Linked DNA regions of Ostrinia nubilalis: region 1 is linked to region 2. The links are chromatin contacts, called in public Hi-C maps. All regions are on one chromosome and are shown on one strand. Each heading gives the region's core, a stretch centred on a gene start, on an enhancer-like site or on the middle of the called end of the contact. The rest is flanking DNA. Distances are from core to core; before and after follow the strand shown. Region 1 holds the start of LOC135078093 (serine/threonine-protein kinase SIK2-like). Region 2 holds the start of LOC135078077 (glycogen synthase kinase-3 beta).

Region 1 (4,564 bases), core at 108-2,607, 850 kb before region 2:
GGGCTTCTGTCGTTAATTTGAATGATAATAATTTTATTTTAGTGCAGATATCCCAGGCAAGTGTTTAGGTCTTTAAAATCTCATTTATCACGTGTTGACTGTCGTTATCTCGAATGGCCCCATTGTTTGGAATGTGGTAAACTGGTAATTTACACCTGCTTGCAGCAACGTAAGATACCATAAGGTAACATAAAGTATTTATCAAATTGTTTAACTCTATCAGCTCATGTTGTAATGTGTTTTACCCTTAACTGGATTCGTATAATATACCCGGGTAGATTAAAATAAGGAATTCCTTGATTCAAAAACTTTTGTGTAGGTGTTTCTTTCTTCGAATTCCCAAAATATAGTTGGGTGTAGGCACTTCTTAAGTTATGAATTCCTATTAGACTCTGATAAGACTCTGAAGTCTGGTTGATTAAATTCACTCTTTGGTGCGTTGATAACGTTTGGTGTTTAATGTAGGTAATAATAATATTCTAAATTATTAAGTTAGTAACATTATGAATACATAGTAGGTATTATTAACATATTTGGATATAATATTACATGGGGTCAAAAGAAAGACTAAAAACTTGTAGGGAGAGTGATGTGGTTTATTAAAAATATTTCGCGGTGAACATAATATGTATATTTTTGTAGCCTTACCTCAGTCTTCGTTATTCGATGTCGTGCTAATTTAACAACAGCAAAATTTCCCTTGCCAATGGTCCTCTCGATGTCATAAAAACCCACCCTAATGGGGGTTTTCGCAGGACGTTCCCGATCCGCCATTGTAGATGTTTATTCACCAACTTAAATAGATTCTTTGCATTACACTGAATCTGAAAATCTTGAAACTATGTCACAATGTACGGACACATTATGTTCATCCATTAGTGGTTAACACTACTCACACTGGCGTATTGGTTAGGTGTACTATTTATTGCATCAGGGTCTACAGTTTCATGGATTTAAAAATCAAATTTTCATCACTAACCCGTTTTTTAATAAGTACACTGTTATTTTCATTTACCAAAGAGACGTCTTGCATTTATTCATTAGTAAATAACGTATCAAAGGTCCGCGTTTTATGTTGTTTCGAATAACAAAAGTTAAATATTGTTTAAATAAGTTTACGTGCACACCTAATAATCTTGATTAAAGCAGAACTTGCTATTGTACACAAGAAATATTTACAATGAGTAGAAAATCGCGCAGAGGCGGCGTGCGCGTATAATACGATAAGGGCACCACGTCACACCGCCGCCTCACCGGCTGTCAACCGGGTACTGAACTCGAGTCCGAGAGCCGAGTCGATCGCGTCGAGTACGTCTTCAAACTCTACAAAGCGAACACACTAGGTACCTGCGAGCTACGACACGCGCGCGCTTTCAGCAGCCCGCCATGTTTCTCCTGGCCGTGACGTCAGCAACACGATAAGAATATCATACATTTATCAAATACAGCGGTAGCTTGCATACATTATAGCTATTTGTACACAATAACGTAGTATTCAACTAATACGTATAAAATAACAGATTTAAGCAGTTAAATTAATTTACAAATAGATCAAATAAGTGAAAAAAAAATTGTATTAAAGTAAAAAAACGCTCTATAAATATCTAAAAATAAACAAGTCTCACAACATAATCTGAGGTTCTGACTCTGAAGTAGTTTATCCTAAACGGAAGTAGAATAGTAGTTACAAACAGTGGGACTACTCAACAATAGATGGCGCTTATTAACAATAAAATAAGGTTACCACAGTACCACACTTTTTGCACACATTGCATGAATTTTGAATTAGTCACCGTCCATGACATCGAAATTCGTCGAATTTTCTCTGTGGCAGAACCAGAACTGAGGACAGAACTTACATTTGAGATTTAATCCAATTTGAGCGAAGAGAATTTATTTTCATTTACATTTTTTTTGTACAGAAACTTTCATGTTCTTTCACGAATCTCTAATATATCATCAACAGTAATATATATTTTTAACAATTTTAAATATACATTAAGACGTAATACAGAATTTTTCATAAAAACAATCAACTTTTCCAAACAACAAATCATGGAATGCATGACGATCATGACCATAGATGACGATTAATGATGATTGAAAAACTTAGCTAAAGCACAATACCCAAAGCTACGATGAACAATAAAAAAAAACATATTCGACAAAGTCAAATGTCATTTTTCCAAGTGGTAACTCGCCTCGCAATCGCATTTTTTCCAATGTGATTGTGGAAGGCGAACTAATTGCAAATTTCTAATATTTTCAAGAACTATTTTTTCATATTCTTGTTTCTATTTCACTGTTTTAACAATCCTTTTCAATTTATAACCTAAGAAACGTACATTTAATTTGGTACATTGGATCGTCTTGCTACCAAAGTTTACACTGTACTTGGCAAGATGTCGGTGATACTCTTCTGCAATTTTGACAAGGAAAGAATGTATGTATCATCGTAAAAGCTTTTATTGGATTTTATATGAGCTTATAATCGTGTGAATGTGTAAATAAAATAGGTAGAAATACGCCAATATGCATCAAGTCGCGGATGGTAATGTACAAAGCATCAAATGCAGTCAGATGAATGCGAATGCGAAAAGCAAGAGCAAAAAGGCCAAAGATCCTTCTGAAACGACTGACGATATAAGTATATTGGATCAAGAGAAGCTAAAAGAAGTTTTAGCTAATACTCTTCATATTAACAATTTGAATAATAGTAACCTAACTAATGGAACAAGTGATCACTTGAATAAAAATGATGTCTCGAACAGTTCGAGTGTGATTCAAGCTCAAGACGATGTAGTAAGTGATCTTTCGAAAGATGTAAATAGTGTACAGTGTAGTGATGCTGCCAGTGGGCAGACTGAGGAACCTGCTTCTGTCAGGCACCCTTCAGACACCTTAGAAAGCATGGAAGACAGTGCCGACACGCATGACGAAGCTCCAAGAGAAGAAATCGAAATAATATCGTACGAGTCGGAGCTTCAAATGCCAGAGATTATGCGACTTATACAAAAAGATTTATCAGAACCTTACTCTATCTATACCTATAGATACTTTATTCATAATTGGCCTAAACTTTGCTTCTTAGCGACTCATGAAGGGACTTGCATAGGTGCCATTGTTTGTAAGTTAGATATGCATCGCAATGTTGTCAAGAGAGGCTATATTGCCATGTTGGCGGTGGATGAGAAGTACAGGAAGAAAAAGATTGGATCTAGGCTAGTTCGGAAAGCAATACAGGTAATACTTTTCTCATTTTTTATACAATAAGTTACCTTTTGTATAGTTGACAGCTGTTAATATTGGTTTTAATTGTATACTAATATTAGTTTTCAATTTCAGGCAATGATAAATGACAATGCAGACGAAGTGGTCTTAGAAACTGAAATCACAAATAAACCAGCTCTCAAGTTATATGAAAATTTGGGCTTTGTACGGGACAAACGCTTATTTCGATATTATCTCAATGGTGTAGATGCATTGCGATTAAAGTTGTGGTTAAGGTGAAATAAGTAGGTAACTAATGGGAAATTCTCAATGTTGTGTTATTATACTTGTGGAGGCTTACTAGTCTCAAGCATATTTTACATATAAGTGATCCCTACTGTTGTTATATGGTGTAACCTTCTATTGCCATGAGGATTTTAGCCAAATGTATAGTTTTGTTTCAATTATTTTAGTCATGTGATATGTTTATTTTATGTAATTTATGTGTTGAAATTGTTAATGAAATATTTTCCTCAAATTGATTTTATATCTTGTGTATAAGATTATAAATGGTTCATTTCCATCCAAAAAATACACAACTTTGAAGAATTAAAATTATAGTCAGTGTTTATATTTTCACCCTTCACTTGTAGCTTTTGTCACAGATGTAAGAATATACTGACTGAATTTATCAATTCTTTTTAATACTGATTTGTATTGTGAAGTCGAATCATTGAGTGAATTGATAGTAAATAGTGTTCAAAACATCTTCTAAAAGTTTGTATCATTTAACTCAAATCCATACTAATCTGTCTTGATTCCTTTTCATGCTGAAATTACTGAACAAATTTTAATTTAGTTCAGTACAGATAAGTAATATTAGATACCTTGGAGTTGGATAGGCTACATTTTGTCTTAAAAGTAAAGCTTGAAGGGGATCAAAGTTTGGAGAATCAATCATCCCTCATGTTTGCATTACGAAATGTCATTAGCTTTTGTAACAATAAATTATGTTTATAAGTCGGCAATTGATTGCTTGGGCGATAAATTTTCTGACTAGCCCAAACCACTATGGTCAAGCTATAGGCAAATTAGTTCCCAATAAATATTTGAAATATAAATAAATAAAATGCATCTTGCTTCACAATTTATTAATTTTTCTGATTAAAAAGTAAATGTTGCAGTGTTAGTTGAAGATCCATCATAGATAAACATGTTATTCACTGGCTTATATTGTTTGGTGATTATTTTAATTGCCTCATGTGCTACACAGCCACCTAGAAATGCTGATACACTGTGTATCTCAGCTCCACCATACCGACACATTTCATGAATATGATCATCTTTTGGGAAT
Region 2 (5,201 bases), core at 2,318-4,817:
GCCGCGTCGGCGCAACATTATTCCTGCCCGCTAACTCAGTTCCATGTAACATGAAGGTTACTGTTGCACTCCACTGACCACACGATCATTATCACCAAACTTAACTGCGGAACAATTTTCTGTTCCTCACTGCTAACATTTTCAACACTTCACATGCCTAATGAATGCTCACTGAACAATATTGAGCGGTTAGCTACGGACGAATCGACAGATTGTTTTCGAATTGTTCGCGCACCGGATAACTGCGACTGTGCAGTACTGAGGAAGTGGGTTAACGAACCAATTGGTAATTTTGCAACATGCACCGGCTGCGGCGACCACGTCGCTCGACTGTGACGGGGGCGCTGAGCGAAAGGCGACTCAACGAAAACCGAGAGTGCGTTGCCGCGGCGCTTCCGCGAATGGAAGGATGAGGCGGTCACGCCGCCCGCGAGATAGCGAGATCGACAACACTCACTGATAACGGCGCTGATAACATTTACGTGTACATCATCGAGCGCGAGACACTCAACATTCGTTTCATAATTAAATAATACATCAAAACGAATAGTTACGTTAAATCGCGATAGATAGGTTATTTATTTACGAATTAAAGATAAAATATCCTAATAGATTCATTGATATTTGAGGATATGAAACCAATTAAATGTAATTAACCTATAGAAATTGCATACACGATCTCATCAAGGCACAAAACGTTGGGCCAAGGCTGCGACGCCGGTTGCTGCATCATTAAAAATGTAACAGTTAGCCGCGGGTAGGTGTTTAACCCACGGTAACTCTTGTAAATTTTTTAAATTTCAGTCCAACACTTGATTTATTTATCTGAGTTTGTATAGAATAATAGAACTCGCGAACAAATGTAGGATATATTAAACCATTTTCGTGAGTTTCTTGATTGACATCAAGGCAAGAAACACTATAATGTGCAAAAGTAATTAATTTGGAGTTTATTGTACATTTTGAGGTCAAATTACCAAATTTTAACCCATAGAACAATATATTTGGATTTTGATCAAAGAACTCATTAAAAGTACCTCTTGATTCATATTATATTTTCATAACAAATTATCTCCTGTAAGAAATTGCTAAATTAATTTGCCCACTGATTGGTAGTTGGCCACACACATGGCCAAGGAAATCACTACATTAAAATAATTCTGAATATTCCTTTGAAAGTATTTCATTTCACTGTTTCCATGCCATATAATGAATGGGAGACATGACTATGAAAGAATATAGACATAGTTCTTAGGTCACATTTAAAACTATGTACTTAGTTCATGACATTTCTTAATATTGACTCGGTAAAATATTGTTACTTATTTTTATGTATACAATACTCAAATATTAATATTAAGTTGTCAATCCAGAAACACACTTTTTTATCAGATTATTTTGTTTATTTATCTTTTAAATTTAAATACCAGGTATAAAATTAGGAAAAAAGCAAGCAAGGTGAACATTTGTGAGAAATATTTACCTATTGTATTTAAGTCAGCTACCGCAAAGCAAGGGTAATTAATAATAAGATACAATAGGAAAAATCTAAAGTATGAGTTTTGGAAAAAACATCTTAGTCAGAAATTGTCAATGAGTACAGAACAAAACAGTGTTTGCAACAATTTAAATAATCATGTCAAATATTTTTTACTAGGACAGTCTAGTTAAATATTTTATAATGTCTTTTTTTATAATTTATAAATTTATTAGAAAAAAGACAGTGTAAAAAATATTGTAAAACTATGTTTAAATAAACAAATAATACTAATACTTGAATAGATAATACAATATTTAAAAAAAAGAATATAAAAGTTAAATAAAGTTACACTGGTATCATCTTAAAAAGTATTATTGTACTATTTATTTACTATATAGTTTTTGTTTGTTAAGTAAAACTTAATAAAATTTGAACCCTTAATAAAATTATGCTAATGAAGTCATAATTTTATCATCAATAGGTAGTGTGATGGAAACTTAGTACCTAAACATATTATCATTAGAATTCATGTTTAAATTCACATTAATGCTACAGATTTATGTAATACTCATTAATATTAACCAATTTGGATTATCCTAGTACAGAGTTTTTCAACCTTTTTCATGACACGACCCCCCTAGCATGAAAAAATATTTTGCGACCCCCTACCGCTCGCCTTTTTTTTCTTGCATTTAAAATGTTACAAAGATGTTGTGGGAACTGAGTATTTCAATCCATAAAACATTTTTATGATTATATTAGATTTTGGATAAACCTATCTTTATAAGTAATGTTTTTTTACTGAGGTAGATTTTATGACCTCACGCGACCCCCCTATAGAGGCTTGGCGACCCCCAGGGGGTTGCGACCCACAGGTTGAAAAACACTGTCCTAGTAGGTCACTGGGTCTCTGGTGCACACATTTTAATATCGAGTGTATGACAATAATAAATTTGTGAAACCAACATAGCCAAATTATTATAATACCTATCTGGTTTATAACCAAAGCCTTAAATATATTTAGTGGAAATGAATTTTAGAAAATGCTTTAAGTATGTAAATTTGTTATAACAAAGCATTTTTGACACAAAGAATATTTTGAAGTTTATATCTTATTGGTTATTTGCTATGAACTTTGGTTGAATATTATCTGAGCATTATGGTGATTGGTGGTCTGATCAAGTATGTGGGGATTACTTATGATATAGATAATATGTTTTTTAGCAATAAAGCTCCCATTAAATTACGTCATATTAAAGTAACCTCAAAATAATAGGAATAATCATTAGGTACCTATGAAGAAATTGAGGAAATCCCTTACAATTGGCTCATGGGAACAAGAATATAGTGGACTTCTTATTACACCGAACGCGTTTCAATCATTACGTTTTGGACGCATCGCGTTCAAATTCTTACAATTTTGACGTGATAGCTGTCACAATGCCAGGCCTATGTGGCAGAAATGAAGCACAGGCTGTGGCCATTTTTGAAACGCTATAGACGTAAATGTAGCCGATATTGATTTACCCCGAAATTGTTAGAAATAACTAACATAAATGCTCATTTGTGGCAGTTTGCAGCCATGTTTAAAATTGTCAGTAACGAAATACGTCACAGGCGCAAAGAAATCACGATGGCCGACAAAAGAATGGTTAGGTGGTACTTACTGCTAATTTTTACGCCTCCAAGAGGTGGTTTCGGTGGTTGATTATCGAATGTCTTTCGAACGGATTTGCTGCCCTCGGCGAATGACGTGGTCCTAGGGCGTCCGCTCATTATTAAACTTATAAAATAAACGGCTTTAGAATCCTGAACTTCATAGATACTTCACATTTCTCGTTACCACCCTTGCACACGCACTGAACTCTCTCACTTTACCGACGGTATAAATTAAGTCAGGGCTATAATAGTCAAAACAATATCACTAAGATACAATTAAAATCAAAATAAGATTATCCTTTCAAGCTTTTACAATATCATTTTCTTAAAATTTCAAAATTTACATCACTAAAGTGAACGACAGATTTTAGTTTCTTCGTCTTCCTTCTTGACTTGCACTCGCTCACTCGTTCGGCTATGTCCGGAACCCATTCGGACGTTCGATCACTCCCCGAACATGACGTCACATAACGATGTGTGCTGCCATCTACAATAAAATGATTAAAAACTTTCGTTGAATTAAAAATATCGGTAAAACAGCACACAGCTAGTTTTACACTTACAAAATATAGATTAAAAACGAAGCTTAGGCGTTGTACCCAAAGAAAACATTTTTGAACAGTTTATTTTTTTTAAGTAAAATGGGTGATTTCCAAATATAAGTATTATTTAATTACTATACATTAATTTATTGTTATTACCAAAATTTCATTAGCGAAAAGAAAATGAAGCTAAACTTTCCATACGACAGAGCCATCTGTCGGGGAGGGGCTTAAACCTATTTATTTGTTGAATTAAATGTTTTGTAATAAAATGTAATAAATGGCACGTCATAAATTGGTCGTAGCAATGTGATTACGCCCAAATTTTAAACTGTTGTAAGTATACACGCATCCAATAAATAACATTCTTTAATAACTCTGCAGTGAACCGCCAATCAGCGCCAGCTCTCACGATGCGACGCAAACCAAACGATCCATCGTTCATTCGTATTAATTAATGCGCCGCCTGTTTTTGTGACGCAGTTGCGCTCTTTTATGCTCTTTGCAGTTGCGCGTGCGCCGCCGGCGTGATAGGCGTGCGCTTCATCTAGTGATTGAGAATTGTTTGATAATGTGATTTTCAAAATATTTTGCGCAAGTCAGAGGTCAGAATAGCCTCAGCGCAATCAATCTACAAAATGGAGTGTTACACGTCGGACAGCTGCGACAGTGATAGCAGAGAACAAAAAACTCTCGATTTATCTTGCCAGTTATTGGAGTCTATCGCCTTATCGGCTGAGCTAAGAGGCATTGTTGATGAAAAGGACTGTGCAAAAAGTTACGAGATAATTCTGCTCTACAACAACAGAATAAAGACTCTACCAGACACACTAAACAGGTTTTGCAACTTGAAGATATTGGATGTGAGCAATAATAGGCTTACAAGTTTACCTGATGTGCTCAAGAATTGTCCACTCACTACACTCATAGCAAAACACAATCAGCTGACAAATGATTCGTTACCAAAAAGCTTTTACTCCGCTAGAACTACATTAAAGGAACTTAACTTGAGTGGAAATCAACTAAATGTCTTCCCAGAACAAGTGTTAGAATTATGTTCGCTTAAGTATCTCTATCTTGGGGGCAACAACATAGTCAATATACCAAAGGATATATGGAAATTAAACAGGTAGGTATTGTTTAAGACAGTGTTAATATAACGAAACGATGTTCCGTATAATATTTTTGATCTGCACAATTTCTTAAGTAAACATTCATGTTTTACTTCTTTGTTCTCGGACTGATATCTTTCATGTTATATAAATACTTGGTAAAACACCCGAATGTGCATTGTACTTAGAGCGTAATAAAATTGCCTTATTAATGTGTAAGGTATCCTATTGGAAAACTGGAATCACCAATTCCTTTAACTACCTTCGTCATTTCTCAATCAACAGGAAGGAACTTTGAACATTATCACTTAACTCAGTATAAAGTCACCTGTGTACATTATACAGCATCCATGTAATTAAATGGCAATGACTTACGTGTCACTTCTAAGGTTGATTAAACTTTAACAA

What was found. Hi-C and Micro-C count contacts between places; a contact is called where the count stands out from the background.
Region 1: a contact with region 2 is called in a Hi-C map of whole body, with 10 times the contacts expected there. The contact joins the promoter of LOC135078093 here to the promoter of LOC135078077 in region 2. A contact is called at or near these places in 3 of 5 Hi-C or Micro-C datasets (all in whole body).

The regions. Positions count from the first base shown.
Region 1 is chr14:8,494,370-8,498,933 of ilOstNubi1.1, reverse strand. It overlaps LOC135078093 (serine/threonine-protein kinase SIK2-like), which reads right to left and starts at 1,357. Exons shown (of 9, transcript XM_063972665.1): 1 at 649-1,357. The coding sequence starts at 774. LOC135078092 (N-alpha-acetyltransferase 30-like) reads left to right here and starts at 2,179. Exons shown (of 2, transcript XM_063972664.1): 1 at 2,179-3,243; 2 at 3,346-3,987. The coding sequence starts at 2,533. The coding sequence ends at 3,510. LOC135078090 (NEDD8-activating enzyme E1 regulatory subunit) reads right to left here. Exons shown (of 1, transcript XM_063972663.1): 1 at 4,345-4,564. The coding sequence ends at 4,375.
Region 2 is chr14:7,648,085-7,653,285 of ilOstNubi1.1, reverse strand. It overlaps LOC135078077 (glycogen synthase kinase-3 beta), which reads right to left and starts at 3,567. Exons shown (of 11, transcript XM_063972641.1): 1 at 3,148-3,567. The coding sequence starts at 3,256. LOC135078079 (leucine-rich repeat-containing protein 58) reads left to right here and starts at 4,190. Exons shown (of 4, transcript XM_063972645.1): 1 at 4,190-4,810. The coding sequence starts at 4,320.